5 separate regions of the Mus musculus genome follow, and regions 1, 3, 4 and 5 are each linked to region 2. A link is a contact called in public Hi-C, HiChIP or PLAC-seq and promoter capture Hi-C data. All regions are on one chromosome and are shown on one strand. The core of a region is the stretch at or near the end of the contact, and the rest is flanking DNA. Distances in the headings are between cores, read along the strand shown. Region 1 holds the start of H2aw (H2A.W histone). Region 2 holds the start of Smcr8 (Smith-Magenis syndrome chromosome region, candidate 8 homolog (human)). Region 3 holds the start of Ttc19 (tetratricopeptide repeat domain 19). Region 4 holds the start of Ulk2 (unc-51 like kinase 2). Region 5 holds the start of Akap10 (A kinase (PRKA) anchor protein 10).

Evidence for each region. Promoter capture Hi-C pulls out the DNA fragments that hold promoters and counts their contacts. Hi-C and Micro-C count contacts between places; a contact is called where the count stands out from the background. HiChIP or PLAC-seq counts read pairs in DNA pulled down with a chosen protein or histone mark.
Region 1: an H3K27ac HiChIP or PLAC-seq map of bone marrow-derived dendritic cells shows a contact between it and region 2, with 14 times the contacts expected there. The contact joins the promoter of H2aw here to the promoter of Smcr8 in region 2. A contact is called at or near these places in 2 of 39 promoter capture datasets (embryonic stem cells and hippocampal neurons), 1 of 484 Hi-C or Micro-C datasets (B cells) and 1 of 115 datasets of contacts at active chromatin or transcription factors (bone marrow-derived dendritic cells).
Region 3: a contact with region 2 is called in a Hi-C map of CD8 T cells, with 5 times the contacts expected there. The contact joins the promoter of Ttc19 here to the promoter of Smcr8 in region 2. A contact is called at or near these places in 2 of 39 promoter capture datasets (cranial neural crest and liver) and 1 of 484 Hi-C or Micro-C datasets (CD8 T cells).
Region 4: an H3K27ac HiChIP or PLAC-seq map of microglia shows a contact between it and region 2, with 7 times the contacts expected there. The contact joins the promoter of Ulk2 here to the promoter of Smcr8 in region 2. A contact is called at or near these places in 3 of 39 promoter capture datasets (the 3T3-L1 cell line and liver), 3 of 115 datasets of contacts at active chromatin or transcription factors (bone marrow-derived dendritic cells, large pre-B cells and microglia) and 1 of 9 other capture datasets (liver).
Region 5: a contact with region 2 is called in a promoter capture Hi-C map of pre-B cells, with 2.2 times the contacts expected there. The contact joins the promoter of Akap10 here to the promoter of Smcr8 in region 2. A contact is called at or near these places in 2 of 39 promoter capture datasets (liver and pre-B cells) and 1 of 484 Hi-C or Micro-C datasets (B cells).

What each region holds. Positions count from the first base shown.
Region 1 is chr11:58,952,988-58,956,298 of GRCm38.p6, forward strand. It overlaps H2aw (H2A.W histone), which reads left to right and starts at 1,698. Exons shown (of 1, transcript NM_178218.4): 1 at 1,698-2,205. The coding sequence starts at 1,751. The coding sequence ends at 2,143. It also overlaps the pseudogene H2bu1-ps and a transcript of Trim17 not described here.
Region 2 is chr11:60,775,870-60,778,954 of GRCm38.p6, forward strand. Smcr8 (Smith-Magenis syndrome chromosome region, candidate 8 homolog (human)) reads left to right here and starts at 1,656. Exons shown (of 2, transcript NM_001085440.1): 1 at 1,656-3,085. The coding sequence starts at 2,159. Top3a (topoisomerase (DNA) III alpha) reads right to left here and starts at 1,496. Exons shown (of 19, transcript NM_009410.3): 1 at 1,053-1,496. The coding sequence starts at 1,232.
Region 3 is chr11:62,280,139-62,283,403 of GRCm38.p6, forward strand. It overlaps Ttc19 (tetratricopeptide repeat domain 19), which reads left to right and starts at 1,335. Exons shown (of 10, transcript NM_028360.2): 1 at 1,335-1,555; 2 at 1,647-1,750. The coding sequence starts at 1,375. Zswim7 (zinc finger SWIM-type containing 7) reads right to left here and starts at 1,257. Exons shown (of 5, transcript NM_027198.1): 1 at 1,119-1,257. The coding sequence starts at 1,194.
Region 4 is chr11:61,853,459-61,856,542 of GRCm38.p6, forward strand. Ulk2 (unc-51 like kinase 2) reads right to left here and starts at 1,634. Exons shown (of 27, transcript NM_013881.4): 1 at 1,029-1,634. The coding sequence starts at 1,118.
Region 5 is chr11:61,928,744-61,931,706 of GRCm38.p6, forward strand. Akap10 (A kinase (PRKA) anchor protein 10) reads right to left here and starts at 1,514. Exons shown (of 15, transcript NM_019921.3): 1 at 1,246-1,514. The coding sequence starts at 1,333.

The DNA.
Region 1 (3,311 bases), core at 448-2,947, 1.8 Mb before region 2:
AAATGCCAAATGTCAAATGCCTGAGTCCAGATGAGAGGGGCTCCCTTTGACAACTTGGTAAAAAAATAAAATGTACGTAGTATTCCCTGCTGGTGACTATAGGATTCTCAATATGTCTCGTAACAACTCAAATAATTATCACGAATCCTCTTTTCATAAATAAAAGCCAAACCAAGGAAAGTGGTGATCTTTCCACAGGTAAAATTCCCTGCCCAAACGTTCTCCATAAAAATGACATTCTCCCCAGTGTAGGGGAATGCCAGGGCCAGGAAGCAGGCAGGAGTGGGTGGGTTGGTGAGCAGGGGAAGGAGGAGGAAATAGGGTGTTTTCGGAGGGGAAACCAGAAAGGGAGATAGGATTTGAAATGTAAATAAAGAAAATATCTAATAAAAAAATTTTTAATGACGTTCTCCAAATAAATGCTGAGTGTGGATTATTCTTTTACTAATGCTTCACAGAAAATTATGCAGCTTTAGGGGAACAACTCTTGCTCAAAACAACGGAACTCTTTCCCACCTCCCATCCCCTAACCACTGAAACTGCTTGCTGGCAGCTCAGGCTAATTACATCCTAGCTCCTGCACACAGGCTTTGCGGTGTGCCGCCCCTCCCCCCGCCCCGTTTCCAGCATACTGCTAGTGCAGGGTTTATTGACATGATATAATGTCAGAATAGTTTTCAGGGGCTAAAGACGCCTCTCTATTCCAGAAAAGGATGGAAAGGGTGCTAAAGGGAACACAGATTCAGAGGCCACCAAGGGGGCCCACATCCAGAATACCACCTCACTGTGACCTCGCCCACCGAAACTTCAGGCTTGGGGAGAGGACTCACGCCCCTTGCCTGCTCCTGCAGCTGTCGTTCACACTCTACGCTTAGGAAGGGCAAAGCAGCCATACCCCCACATTTCTCGCTCAAAAATCGGACTTGGCCGCACCCAGTGTCAGGGAACGCCTCGGGCGCGTGGCAATCGTCAGTGGCCCGCACTGTGTTCAAGACCCTTTTAACGACTGTATGGGTGGCTCTGAAAAGAGCCTTTGAATTGAGGGCACCCTCGCCGCGCCTCACTTGGAGCTGGTGTATTTGGTGACTGCCTTGGTGCCCTCGGACACAGCATGCTTGGCCAGCTCCCCGGGCAGCAGCAGGCGCACGGCTGTCTGCACCTCGCGGGACGTGATGGTCGAGCGCTTGTTGTAATGCGCCAGGCGGGAGGCCTCGCTGGCGATGCGCTCGAAGATGTCATTGACGAACGAGTTCATGATGCCCATGGCCTTAGACGAGATGCCGGTGTCCGGATGCACCTGCTTCAGCACCTTGTACACGTAGATGGAGTAGCTCTCCTTGCGGCCCCGTTTGCGTTTCTTGCCATCCTTTTTCTGCGCCTTGGTGACCGCCTTTTTGGAGCCTTTCTTGGGGGCTGGAGCTGATTTGGATGGATCAGGCATAATGTCTAGTTGTACTACGGAAACGCGGACGCCCCTGTAGCAAGAATATTTGTATGCCTTGCATTCAAATGAAGGATCAGGCATCACTCCCTTTGATTGAATACAATTTTACATTACGTCATCGCGGGGTAAGGCATATGCAAATTAGGAAGGCTCCGCGTTCTTTTCTGATTGGTTCTTGTTGGCATCCAATAGGAAGGTGCAGTCTAGCCTCCCTCCTGATCATATATAAGAGCTTGCTGGCGCTTACGAATTCGTTTTCGCTAGGTTTCTTTTCTGTTTTTGCGTACTTTTGGTTATCAGTGGAAGATGTCTGGTCGTGGCAAGCAGGGCGGCAAAGCTCGTGCAAAAGCGAAGTCTCGTTCTTCCCGTGCCGGCCTGCAGTTTCCAGTGGGCCGTGTGCACCGCCTTCTCCGTAAGGGTAATTATTCGGAGCGGGTCGGCGCTGGTGCCCCGGTGTACCTGGCGGCTGTGCTAGAATATCTGACTGCTGAGATCCTGGAATTGGCTGGTAATGCGGCCCGCGACAATAAGAAGACGCGAATCATCCCGCGCCACCTGCAGTTGGCCATCCGCAACGACGAGGAGCTCAACAAGCTGCTGGGCCGCGTGACCATCGCGCAGGGCGGCGTCCTGCCCAACATCCAGGCCGTGCTACTGCCCAAGAAGACCGAGAGCCACCACAAGGCCAAGGGCAAGTGAGGCCCCTACCGGTCGTTAGTGCGACTTTTACAGACACCAAAGGCTCTTTTCAGAGCCACCCACAACCTCATTAGAAAGCGCTGTACACTGAGCCTGTCGCCAGTTACTGGCCAGGCCAGTTCTCCTGACTCCTTCCGTGCATTCCTGCATCCCTGTGCGGCGCTTGGGGAGCTCAAGGGAGACCAACGGCTTCATCTGCGGGTGGCCTGCGGGCCGTTGGAGGCGTTCGAGTTTCTCCCCACCACTCCGTGTCAGACACAAGGTTGCAGTTAACGTTCGTGTTTGGACATTAAGGGGATACTTAATAATAGAAATTAGTATAAGGTTCTGGTTTAGATGCTAGTGTTTCTATTGAAACTGGGTTAAATTGACATGTTCAAGTCTTCCAGTTAGGACGGGGTTTTCAAAGGTTTCTGAGGGGAGACTTGGTATTTCAAATCTACTTGTTTATATAAATGTTCTGTTACAAGGCGATTTACAACTTTGGAGTTTTGCTGGTTTCCTTTGTGGGGGTGGGGAGCCGGTCTCTAGGCTGCTTCAGCCTGCTTAGTGGTAGGATTACAGATGAGCATGGTGGTCCTGCAGGCCTTTGGAACTGGTTAATCGGATCCACTTAAGTAGCTTAACCTTGGGGAGCAAAGTGATTTGTCAGGTTCTGGTTAAACTAGGTGTGAGAGTACAGCAGTGTCCTTTGTCATAAAGTTTAAAGCAGCATCATACTAAGGACATGCTTTTATAGATGATTGTGACTTCTTTAAGCAGCATGACGAATGGTTGAGTTACAGGTAAATCAGGAGCGTGGTTGGGAAAGGGAGAGGAGGGGGTTAAATGAGTTACCTTTAAATCGTTTTAAATGGCACAGAATTGGGCCTCTTCCCTGTTAACTGCTGTACACTATTTAAAATTTAACAATACAGGCCACGAAGACAGTTATATAATGTTTATTATATAATTTATATAGACTGTACTGAAACTGGATCTGTTCAAGCCTGGGCTCCTCAGACACCGTCTGTAACTACAGAGCTGCTCATAAAATACCAACGTCTTAAAGCCATTTGTCTAAGGATAAGCAATTTTCCTTAACGGTGAGTCTTAACAGAGTGATCAATAGACTGCGTATAGATTATACATCTGCAAATGGGTGGTCTCAGTAAAACAAAGCCAGAGG
Region 2 (3,085 bases), core at 406-2,905:
CACTTGCTGCTCTTTCAGAGTACTTAGGTTCGATTCCCATATCTCACATAGTGGCTCACAACCAGATCTGATACCCTTTCTGGCCTCGGTGGGCATGTGTCTGATACACAGGCATACATGTAGGGAAAACACCCATAGACATTAAAAAATAAAAGAGAGAGAGATCTAAGCAGTAGTTAGGCTGAATGTCAGTCTGTAACCCCAGTACTTAGAAGACAGAGGCAAACAGATCTCCATTGTTCAAGGCCAGCCTGATCTACTTAGCAAGTTCCAGGACAGCCAGGGCTACATCGTGAGACCCCTGTCTCCAAAACAGAAAAGAAAAAATTATTACTCAAAGACATTTTTAAGAGGTGAAGTAGTTAGGGGCCAGCGCCCACCTAACCTTGGCTCCCCCTTCCGGGTATTTTAAAACTGGAGGCAGAGGTCTGGAGATCCAACTGTTTGCAAAGAAAAGGGAACAGCTCCTAGGAAGGGCCTCCAGCTGAATGATAACGCAACAGTCCTTGGGGTTTTACCCTTCTCACCTCCGTTTTGTCAGGAGACAATCCTATCTTTCGTGTATCTTAGAATCAGTCTATAGGAGTAGTAATTGACTTCTCTAGTTCCTAAACCTAAGTGTTACCCCTAGGGTGCCACCACCCTAGTCACAGGGTCTGCAGAAGGCAGGGACAGGATTCCATAAGTAAGGCTTGAACGCCAAGATAAAGGAGTTGGTTACCGCTTTCCAATACTACTGAACTTGTGATTGACCAAGGAAGAGTTTTAAAATACACGTGTTCTCACACTCCAGACCCAAAGAAGGGAGAGCAATGCTCCACTGGTATGTGAGCCGAGCAGACAGATCCGGCGAGCAAAGGTCTATCAAAAGCGTGAAAAGGTTTTACATTTACAAAAAGCCTGAAGGCTAGGGAGAAACCGAGAAGTGAGGGCGGCCGGGAGGGGCCTCTCGCAAAATAGGCGGAGTCGCTTTCGCCCGGGCTCCCGGTACCCAACGCGCTGTCGGACTTTGTGGGCGTTCCTCAGGGAAGCAGAACCCAAGTGCTTCTTACCCGCCTCATACGCCCGTTGGACAGCAAGTCGGCGATCCCCTTGGCAGCGTCGTTTTTCTCCGCCACGCAGAGAACTTTTCGCACTCCTCGGAAGGCCACTTCCATGGCAGCGCGGGACAGGGCACGGCCTCCAGGCCGTCGGTGCCACTGAAACGCTAAGAGGGTGACCGGGAAGATCATTCCCTAGGTCCTGCTCCAGCAGCAACTCCACGGGTGCCCGTGCATGCTGGAGAACCCAGAGGAAAAGCCACGAGGAACTGTGAGAGCCACCTTAATAAATGCAGTTTTTCCAGGCAACTGCCGCCTCGATCAGAAACCCACACGTCCGAGTCTCGCTTAAACTCGCGCTCACAGACAACTTCCGCCCACTGCGCCACTAAGCAGCCTTGAACTACAACTCCCAGAATGCCTCATGCCCTGTGCACGTTCCTCCAACACCGTTTCTCCTCCTCCCTTCCACCCCACTGTATTCTACTTTCCTTTTCTTTATGACAATGGGTAGTTAACGGGACTTGTCCTCTGGAAGATCTGATTGGCAGGGCCTCTTAAAAGGCGCCACTAACTTGGAAGTCTGTGTGGGCGTTTCCGGGTCACGCGACGCTGATGCTGGGGAGTCATGTGATACCAAGATGGCGGTGCCGCGGTAGCTTCCCTGGGACAGTACGGTCCTAGGAGCGGCGACAGTTTCTGCCCTTAGGTCGTGGGGAGACTCATTTGACTGATTCTGCGGTAGCCCGTGGCGAGGATTAATGACACGATCAGAGCTGGGACTGTTGATGTCGCCGGTAGGTTCCGGGGAGTGCTGGTGACCTAGCTTCAGGAACCTTGCGCCGGCCCGGGCAAACGCTGGAGAATGGCCAGCCTCCGTCATCTGGACCTGCAGCTTTGGAGTTCATGAGGCTTGCCCAGGGCATCACAGGTCCCAAACCTTGAGAGTCTGCGGCAATTCGAGTTCTTCGTTGTGTGACAGGGCAGTTTAGGATCCCCGGAAGTGCAAAGAAGGCCGCAAGAACTTCGTTTTCGCATCCAGAGGCCTGACTCTCCCTCCGACCAACCCTACATTATTTTCCATTTCCTCTCAATGTGCTTGCCATATTTCAGGAAATATGATCAGCGCCCCTGATGTGGTGGCCTTCACCAAGGAAGATGAATACGAGGAAGAACCTTACAATGAGCCCGCTTTGCCTGAGGAGTACTCAGTCCCTCTCTTTCCTTATGCCAGCCAGGGGGCAAACCCCTGGTCTAAACTGTCTGGGGCCAAGTTCTCCAGGGACTTCATCCTCATTTCCGAGTTCTCTGAGCAGGTGGGACCCCAGCCCTTGCTTACCATCCCCAATGACACCAAAGTTTTTGGCACTTTTGATCTTAATTACTTCTCTTTGCGGATTATGTCGGTGGATTACCAGGCTTCATTCGTAGGCCATCCTCCCGGTTCTGCCTACCCCAAGTTGAACTTTGTGGAAGACTCTAAAGTGGTACTGGGAGACTCTAAGGAAGGGGCCTTTGCATATGTGCACCACCTCACCTTGTACGACCTGGAGGCCAGGGGCTTTGTGAGGCCCTTTTGTATGGCTTATATCTCCGCAGACCAGCATAAAATCATGCAGCAGTTCCAAGAGCTCTCGGCCGAATTTTCCAAAGCATCTGAGTGCTTGAAGATGGGCAACAGGAAGGCATTCGCTGGGGAACTTGAAAAAAAGCTGAAAGACTTGGATTACACAAGGACAGTGCTACACACAGAAACCGAGATCCAGAAGAAAGCCAACGACAAGGGTTTTTATTCTTCTCAGGCGATTGAGAAAGCCAATGAACTGGCCAATGTGGAGAAGTCCATCATCGAACATCAAGATTTGCTGAGGCAGATCCGCTCATACCCTCGTCAGAAGACGAAGATCCCTGACTTGCAGCCTGGTGATACAGAGCATACCCAGGATCAGGCTGACCAGGTATCCACTACCTCTAATCCTGAGGAGTCCGCTAATGCAGACCTTTATACCTGCAGACCGGCTTACACCCCCAAACTCATCAAAGCA
Region 3 (3,265 bases), core at 85-2,584, 1.5 Mb after region 2:
CTCCTGTGTAAGGGGGCCCCTTCAGTTACTGGCATATGGATTAACCAACAGCCCTGTTCTGTAAAACTCATCTCGTTCCAGCATCTCAGAACATCTGTGGTCAAATCCTGGAAGCAAGACCTCACAACAGACTAACACCCCACAACTTCTTTGAAGTCAAAGCATGTTTGAATACCTGGTTGGCTGAATCTTTTACGTAAAAGACCAAAATGAGACTATTCGTTTACTTTTCTAGTCCCATTGAAGCAGTAACTCAAACCAGTTCACAGAGCACAATCAATGAACAATAGGAGTTTTGTGCTCTAATTTGGCTATCATTTAGAGAGGCTATTTTTGGGGAGAGTGCTTTAATTAGTCTACACTTCAAAAGCACCCCCCACCCCACCTCCAGTTTTTTGAGATAAAGTCTCCAGCAGCCCAGTCTGGCCTAGCATTATGTAGCTGAGGTTGACCTTAAACTTTCCCTTTTTCTTTCTTTCTTTTTTTTTTTTTTTTTTTTTTTTTTGTCTCCACTTCCCAAGTGCGGAGACTACAGCCATGTGCCCAGTCTTGTGCGGTGGTGGGGAATCCACGGCAGCTCTCTACATGCCAGGCAAGCCTCTTTACCAGCCGAGCTGCATAGTAGATCCTCATTACTAGTTTTCCCCTTTTGGTAGATCCTCCTACTCTGGTGAGTAAGCAAAGATCATCCTTGGTCGGTCATTTTGTTGGAGACAGGCATAGGGCGACCTCTACAGGCCAGAGGGAAGAAGTAATTTTCAACTTCCCGATTTTTTTTTAAAGGTTTTGCCTCCCTGAATGTTTTTTAGTAAAATCTATTTACTAAACAAAGTAGTAAACAAGGGTATTATTTTTAAACTTTGCATCACGGATTGTGGATAAAGATTCTGAGTAACTCGAAATTGTCTACGCATCTGCCATTCCGCATCCCAGCCCTCGCCCACTCCTTGGATGTACCCAGTGGCTCTCTTTAAGTACCGGGGTTCCCGCACACCGGCTCGCACTCAGGGATCTGACGTCTAGTCACTCAAATCCCTCTATTTAGTTAAGCGATTTAAGGGGCCCAGGCTTCAGGGACATAACCATGCGGGGTAAGAATAAAAGCCCGCAGGCCGTACTTCTCGCGCTGTCTCGCACAGCGGCGGCCATCTCGCTCAGGAGCTCTTCCACCACCTCCGGGAGCGCGACCGCCATGGCACGCCGCCCGTCTTCTCTCCTCCCGGGCGCTGCGAACTTCACGCGCCCTGCAGGCCGGGGGCGGGGCGGGGCGGGACGAGACGGCGTGACGTCAGCATGCGTCATCGCGCATGCGGACTGGCGGGGCGTCCCGGGCCAGCCGTGGCTTAGTGGATCTCTGAGGGAGGACCCGTCGGCATGTTCCGGTTGCTTCGCTGGCGTCTGGGTCGAACCCTGCTGCGGGCCGCGGGCCGGCGGTGTGGGGGTTGTACGGCGCGCCTGCTGCCGGAGCGGACGGGCGACGCGGGGACGGGCGCGGAGCGGCTGCGGACCCGAGGCGCGCCGGCGCGGGGGCACGGGGTGCTGCCGCTGTTGGCAGGTGAGCGGTGCGCTCCGGGCGGGGCCGGCCCGGCGGGGGCGGGGACGCGGGCACGGGCCGGTCCCGGTGACCTCTGAGCCGCTTCTCGCAGCTCTCGCCTGGTTCTCGCGACCCGCGGCGACGGCCGAGCAGCCGGGAGAGGACGCGTCAGACGAGGCGGAGGCCGAGATCATCCAGCTGCTGAAGCAAGCCAAGGTGAGGGGCTCGACCGGGCGCGCGCGCTCTCTGCTCCGGTTTCCCGAGGCCTGGATGGATTGGCCCTGGGTGGAAGGTTGGGATCCATCCAGACTGGTCCAGAGCGAATCCTGCAGCAGAATCGCTGCAGTTGTGAGTGCAGGTGGAGACCCTCACATTTCCTTTATTTATTTATTTATTTTGTCCAAACGTATTGATTGAGGATGTTTTGCGAGGGTGGCTTTAATCAGCTAACCTCCAAGCCGAATGACATTTTGTTCATAGACTATGAATGACGCCCCGAAAATGCAATTTAGTATCGTTTATGCCTATTGGTTTGCGTCTAAATCTGTTTCTCCACATCCTTTTTTTCCCCCCTCCAGGTTTATTTCATCTCTTCCTACGGGTTCAATATCGACTTAATGCCAACAACGTCCAGATTTGTGTTCAGACTGCAGTGTGTCATTGACATGCTGTCTCTATTGCAAGGCCACAGCTATCTCTCAGATTTAGCATGCCCGGGACTAAGCACTTTTTCTTAAATTCCTTCCCCCCAAATATGGCTTTAACAGTGTTCTCTCTATCACCTAAAAAATTAAGCCTAAAAAATCATAGTGGTTCCTCAGGCGGACCCCTGTGTTTGAAACCAGCTTGCTCTACAAAGCAAGTCCAGGACAGCCAGGATTCTGTTACACAGAGAAACCCTGTCTCAAAAAAGAGGAGAAAAAAAAAAAAAAAAACAGAAAATAATCATAATTGTTCTTAAAGTGTGTTGTTGATAATTCCCAGTTACAGCAGTAAACACAGTTGCCATCAAATCCAGAACACTTCTCAAATCGCCTGCCCTCTTTTTCCATTCCCTCTTTTCCCCCAGTTTTCCTCACACAGGTCCTGTTCTCTTGCCCCAACCGCAGTCCTTTCTCCGTGTAGCAACCTGAGTGATGGTTTGAAAATGTAAATCAGATTGTAGTAGTGCTTTCTTGTTTGACAGCTGAGTGACTTCTCCCTGTACCTGTGAGAAAACACAAACCCCCTGTCAGAGGCTGCAGGGCTGGAAGTGATCTAAGCCAGCGTCTCATCCTCCTGTGGCAAGAGATGTGATTCAGGACCCTCTGTCCACCTCTCCGTCCTCGAATGTCTTCTGAAGATCCATTCTTTTCACCCCTGTCTTTTGGGGTCATTCTTCTGTCCATTTCGTTACATGGTTAACTCCTTAGTCACTTTACCTCAGTTTTACTCTCATTCTCTTGAACACGTTCCAGATTCCTCTTGTCATTCTTCTGTGCTGTTTTTCTTCCTCTTTTCGTGAGTTTTAATTATGCCTACTTGTCCTACCTGATTCCCTGTAATCTTCAGGAAGAGAAGAAGACGAAAGGCGAACAGCTTCGGTAGGAACACAGTGCCAGGTGTGGTGGTCCACACCTTTAACTGCCACACTCAGGAGGCCGAGCCAAGTGGATCTCTGTGGGTCAGGAGGCAGCCTGGTCTCTGTCTCTGGAGGAAAAACAAAGTAAAGATGGCTCACATTCCTCCTGT
Region 4 (3,084 bases), core at 384-2,883, 1.1 Mb after region 2:
GGTAGTGGGGAAACATGGCAAAGACCTCAAATCTCAAACTAAAAAACTGATTTCATAAACAACACAATACATAGCAATGTCCTACAGCACTAGTCATTAAAAGTTGTAAATACAAAGACCATATAGGATCAGTTGAAAAAAGTTTACAGTCACATAGGAGTTATGGATAAATAAACTTGGGAAGTGATAGAGTTTAATGAAGTTATCCTGGCTGGATTACACTGCTCTTATTTTTTTTCCTTGACTTTTAAGTTATTTCATAATGAATAAGACATAGACGACAGTACCTTTTTAATAGGCACTCTTGAAACAAACAGAATAACCAAAGCTTTTTTTTTTTTTTTTAATTACTTCCAGTCTCAATGTGCCTTCTCAAATTCTTTAGATTCTATAACCTCGTGTGACCTATTTGCGAAACAGTGGCTTGGAAAAAACAAAGAAACAACAAAAAAAAAAACCCAAACAACTGAGGTTTGAACTTGCATCTACGTTGTATTATTAGGTTAGGGTCCAACTACCTTTGTCACTTATTTCCTCTAACTCAAAAAGGGGAGGGATACTACAAAGCTCCCCCAGACACAGAGGAACGTGATAGTCTGAGAAAGCTTCAGACTAACGGGAAACGCGCCCGTTTTCCGCTGGGTGTGCAATTATCCACGGTAAAGGTGACAAGCTCCGGAAAGCCCGGGGCAGGGAGAAGGGACAAAGGTCCACCGACCCATAGTATGGACAAGCACATTACACTGTGCAAACACTGGAGTCCTAGTCGCTTCGGGACCAGTGGCTTCTCTGAGCAGCAAGTCCCCGGGCGCACCTCGGTTACCCAGCACACTGTCAGGGAAGAACATCAGTGGCTCTGCGCCCGTCGGTAGGTGGAGCTCAGCCTAGCGGCTCTGGCCTCCAAAACAAACCCTGCGACAGTGACAGCAAGCACAAAGGCAGGCAGGCCCGGGGAGCCCTGCCCAGCGGCCAGGACCGGGGCGCTGGCTCCCCAGTTTCGCACCAGACAACGGGCCGGCGGCGCTCACCTGGCGGTGCCGCCCCCGGAAGACCACAGCGAAGGCCCCGTGTCCCACGAGGTCCCGCTTGCAGTACTCGAAGTCGCCCACCACCTCCATGGCCGCGCCCCCGGGACATAGAGCGCTAGGGTGGGCAGGCGTGGCGGAGAACCGGGATCAGCACCGCGGGCCCGAGGGCCCCAAGCACGCCCGCGGGCGGCGGGACAGGGGCAGCCACGGCCCCGGGCCCGGATGGACACTCATGCCGAGAGGCCGGAGCGGAAACGGGACGGGCCGCCGCGCGGAGCCGGGGTCAGCGAGGCCTGGGCCCGGTCGCTTCTCATGGCCCGGGCCGCCGTCGGCCGCGGGGCTCTAGCCAAGCGGCCTGGGCACTGCCCGGCCGAGGGCACCGCCGCCGTCACTGGGCGTACCCGGAGCTACCCGCGCGCCTGACAGCGGTGCAGGGCCGGGGCCGCGCCATCCCCGCAGGTGCGGCTGCCTCCGCTTGTTGCGCCCGCGGCGCTGCTGTGTAGCGGCCGCCGCCCTGGAACCCGCACAGCCGCGGTGGCGGCTTCTGCCTGCTTCGCGGGAGCGCCCAACGCACGCGCGCGCGCCGGCCGCTCCGCGCCGACTACCGGCCCTGTGCGACGTCAGCGCGTCTTGTAGGACGATGCGCCCCAGTCCTGCTCCCTCCGCCGAGAAAAGGAGTGCGCACCCCGGGACGCGGCGCCAGGCACCGGGGCGAGTCTGCAGTCACTGGAGCGAGTTGGCGAGCAGGGGTGTGGGGAGGAGGCCGCGGCTGCTTAGGAACGGGCGGCGGGCTCGGCTCCGCTCGGCTCGGCGCCCGCGGCTAGCTAGAGCCCGCCACGCCCTGACCTGAAGCCACCCTCTAAGAGGCGGATCTTGAACTCCGGCCCCGGGAGTCGCTGAGGCGGTGCAGACACTGGAGACAAAAACTCCGGGAGCTGCCTTTCAAATCCAGACCGCAAACTGCTAGACAACCCACCTAAGGGATAGGGTCTGACTGGAACCTGCGCCTTCTGGGGGTCTCTAGACTTCTGAGGGAGGCTCAGAACCTCCTTTCTAAGGAGGCGCTTCATCACACCAGTCAACTACCAGTTTGCCTCGGGCTTTTTTTTTTCCTCGGATTGTTTAGGTGAAAAATGATAGTCAACTTTTGCTCAAGAAAGCATTACAAAGCCATGGTAAACAATATGTGTGACCCCATACCTAAGTGTGTGTTCAGGTTTGGGGATGTTGCTGTCAATTTCATCGCCTGCCCCTGAAACAACTCCTCTCACCTCTCTCACTTCTCTCACCTCTCCCTCTCTGTCTCTGTCTCTCTCTCCTCTCTTCTTCCTCCTCCTCCCCTCCCCCCTCTGATTTTACTTTTATGTGTATGGGTGTTTTGCCTGCATATATGTGCACCACGAGTGCACCTAGTGCCTGCAGAGGCCAGACCAGGGTGTCGATCTGAAACTGCAATTACAGATAGCTATGAGCCACAATGTAGGTACTAGGAATCAAACCTGAGTCCTCTGGAAGACTAGCCAGTGCTCTTAACCACTGAGCCGTATCTCCAGCCAGCCCTCTGGAACTCATCTTGACAAACAGGTAGAAGCCCTAAAAACCTTCAGCTTTGAGACAGGTCAGGAATCTGAAAGCAATGTCTCTAGTCCATTTTCTTTTCCTAAAAAAAGAATACCACAGACTCAGTAAGTCCATTTTCCATTGCTAGAACAAAATGCCCCAGGCTTGGCACCTTATAAAGAAATGAGATTTATGCAGCTCACAGTTTTGGAGGCTGACACCCCAAACAGCAAAGCACCAGCTCTGACAAGGAGCTCATGAAAAAAGGCTTCACAAGGGACTATGGGACAGAAAGAGATCACAGGGCAAAGAAACCAGAGACTGAGAAGGGACCAGTGTTACGACTGTATAACAACTCACTTTTGAAAGAACCCGTATCACAGTCTCTCAATTCAACTTACTTCTTGCCACACGGAGGACCAAGCATCCACCACAGGAAACTTTGAGGAACACATTCAAACCATCCAAACCATAGCAGTAAAGTAAAAATTGTTTT
Region 5 (2,963 bases), core at 264-2,763, 1.2 Mb after region 2:
CCTTCAGCATCAATGAGTTTCATAGGTACAGAGACTACGTCCATATAACTATTTCATGACACCCTAAGACAGTGTCTGGCAGACTGGACACTCGACAGTGTGTGTTAAATGAACAGACAGAAGTCTGTTGTTCAACTTGAATTAGTCCCATACTTAGAATGCATTCCCCCCCTTAAAAAACAAGCACCACAACACTGTCAACCTAGGTACATTAACAACTCCAGAGATATTAAGACACTTTACTGATAAAGCTTCCTATTATTTACCAGTTTCATTCATTCCCTCACCTAGCATCAACAGACAGCCTCAGTCCTATGAGGCCTTTAGGAATCATCTGATTCTCAGCTGGAAAAAAAGTGGGTTAACCGGCTGTTTCGGGTTACAGAGTTTATGAAAAAGCTATCACGTGAATACAAGTCTGATTTGGTGTTATGTTTAAAAAAAAAAAAGTCTGTCTGATACATCTTCTCAGTAAGAATGAAGAGATACAACCACCTCCACCTAAAGAGATTTGATTGATCAATTTGTGTATGTATATTTAATGAAATACCATAACCCTTTCCAGGATCAAAATCACCTTGCCTCTACTTTAAAAACTAAGTAAGCTTTTACAACTGGACATCCGAAATCTAAGTAGTTCGTTTATAGTAGCAGCAACGGTCTCAATAATTAGTAAAGTTGCTCAATCATCAAAAGCAGTAGTCTTCTGAATACGGAACTTCAGTAGTAAGAAATTTTATTTTAGGAATAACAGTGGGCCCCCTTCCGCTCTCCACCCCCGCCCCCAAAAGAGGAAACTAGAAAATAGCGCTAGTTGAAGAAATAACAGTTGCACGTGGTTTTAGGTATAACCCCCCCCCCCCAATATTCGGAAAAGTCAAGACTTCCTATAAGTAAAGGGATTTCCTTGATCTTCATCCACAGTGCGCGCGTGGATCACACACACATACAAACCTCCAGAAACCAAACACACCAGGAAAACCTTTTCTTTAGCCAACAGGTGTTAATTTCTATGGGTTTAAGCAGACACTTTTGGCCCAAAGCGACAATGCCCCTCGACCTCGCTTGAGGAGGCCACCTTCTTCCCTGCGGAGTCCCGGGCAGCACACTGCACCGCGGGTGTCGGCGCCGAGGCCGAGCGGCTCATCGAGAGCCTCGCGGCCGCCCTGACAAAACCCTTGCAGGTTTGCTGCCCCACCGCTGCCCGAGACCCGGCTCACCCCCCGCCGGCGACCCCTCGGCTACCTTTCCGCCGGAAGAAGGACATGGCGGGGCCCGGGTCGGGGCGGAGGGCGCGGGGGGAGTGTCGCGGGGAGGGCCCGGCTCCCCTCATTCAGCAGCTGGCCGGGACTTCCGGGGCCGCAGGAGCCGCTGCACTAGTCCGAAAACAGCCCCTTCTTCCGGGTGTGGGCGCTGCCGCCACCTCGGGATGCCCCGGCAGCTGCTGCCGCCATGTTATCAACAAGCCACCCGCTTAGAGTTCCGGTCCGTCCGCGCGCGGGGCTTCACGGGAGGCCCCGGCCCCGCCTCCTCCTGCGCACCTCCTCCCGCGGGGCCGGGGCGCGCGCCCGCTCAGCCCACGTGACCTGGCGTCCTCGAGTCCGCGAGCCCTTCCCCCTGGAGGCTTCGGATGACAGCGTCTCTTTGCTGAACCTCCTCCTCTTCGGGAAGCCCCCGCCAGCACTGCTGCGCAGCCTTTTCGCGGAATCTTGCTAAATGCCGCAGGCTGCTTGGCAGCTTTACCCTGCCAGGTCCCCGGGGGATGCAGGCGAGCCTGCAGGACGAGGAGCTGCTCTTATGTAGCTCCCGAAGCTCCCTCCCTCAAAGTGACCTCAGGAAGGAAGGAGAAAAAGAGTGGTAGGCTCATTTTCAGATGAAATCCCTACAGATGCTCAAAACAGAAAGAGCCAGCAACCTGAGCCTCAACAGAGGGCTATTTCTTCCGTTCTTATTCGAAAGCCACCTTCCTATAAATCTTCTGGCTTTCTTAAAGCTTACCCACCTTTAGCGCCCTGGATGGATGGCCACTATAGCTACAACTACTGTCAAAAGCGAACCAGGAACTCGTGATGCACACAGTTGCTGATTTTTATGTTGGATCAGCAAAGTCTACCTGAGACAGAAGGAAAAACAAGTGCAGAAGCGGCAACTTGCCTGATTATTCGGTGTGTTAAAACAGGAACTAAGTAAAGCCTGGAGTCTTAACCATATTATTAGAGCAGGTTAATAAGTTTGCTAGTTTTGTTTCCAAGCCTGTTTGCTAAATGATGAAAAACCATCATAGCTAAACTTATTTATAACATCGTGCACAGATACCATACTAAACCCTCCAGGTTAGTAACAGTCTTTAAACTTGCTCTTGGTATGGAGGAAACTAGGCCAGCTTTCAAGGTCACGCTGGGCAGGAACTGAAAAGGAGAGCAGGGCTGTGGTTGCCCCATGTGAGGTAATGGTGTGGAGGTCTGAGATGATTTGGAAATGAATATTACACTCTGGGCATACCCCTCCCCTATTCCCACCCACTGCCCACCCTTGAAAACCTTTCCTTGCCTAAGAATATTAAGGCAAGCCAGGGGAGGTGCTCTGGTGGTGAAAGCCTTTAACACACTTGGAAGGCAGAAAGAAGCCAGTGGATCACTGAGTCCCAGGTCAGCTTGATTTACTTAGGGAATTTTAGGCCAAGGTGAGACTGTGTCTCAAACAGATAAAAACAAAACAAGGCGTTGAACGATGGCTTAGCAATTAGGAGCACAGACAACACTTGCAAAGGATCCACAGTTAGAGTATCTACTCTGTTCTTAGGCAGAATGGGTGGTGTGTCTTACATTATTCCTTTGCCTTTCCCTTCTGGAGTTCCAGTCTTGGCAGAGACTGTTTTGTATTTGTTAACTATTGGTTAGCTGATCAGGGCAGGAGGAACACCAGACGAATGAGTGAGAAAAATCCCTTAAATGAGCAAAAAG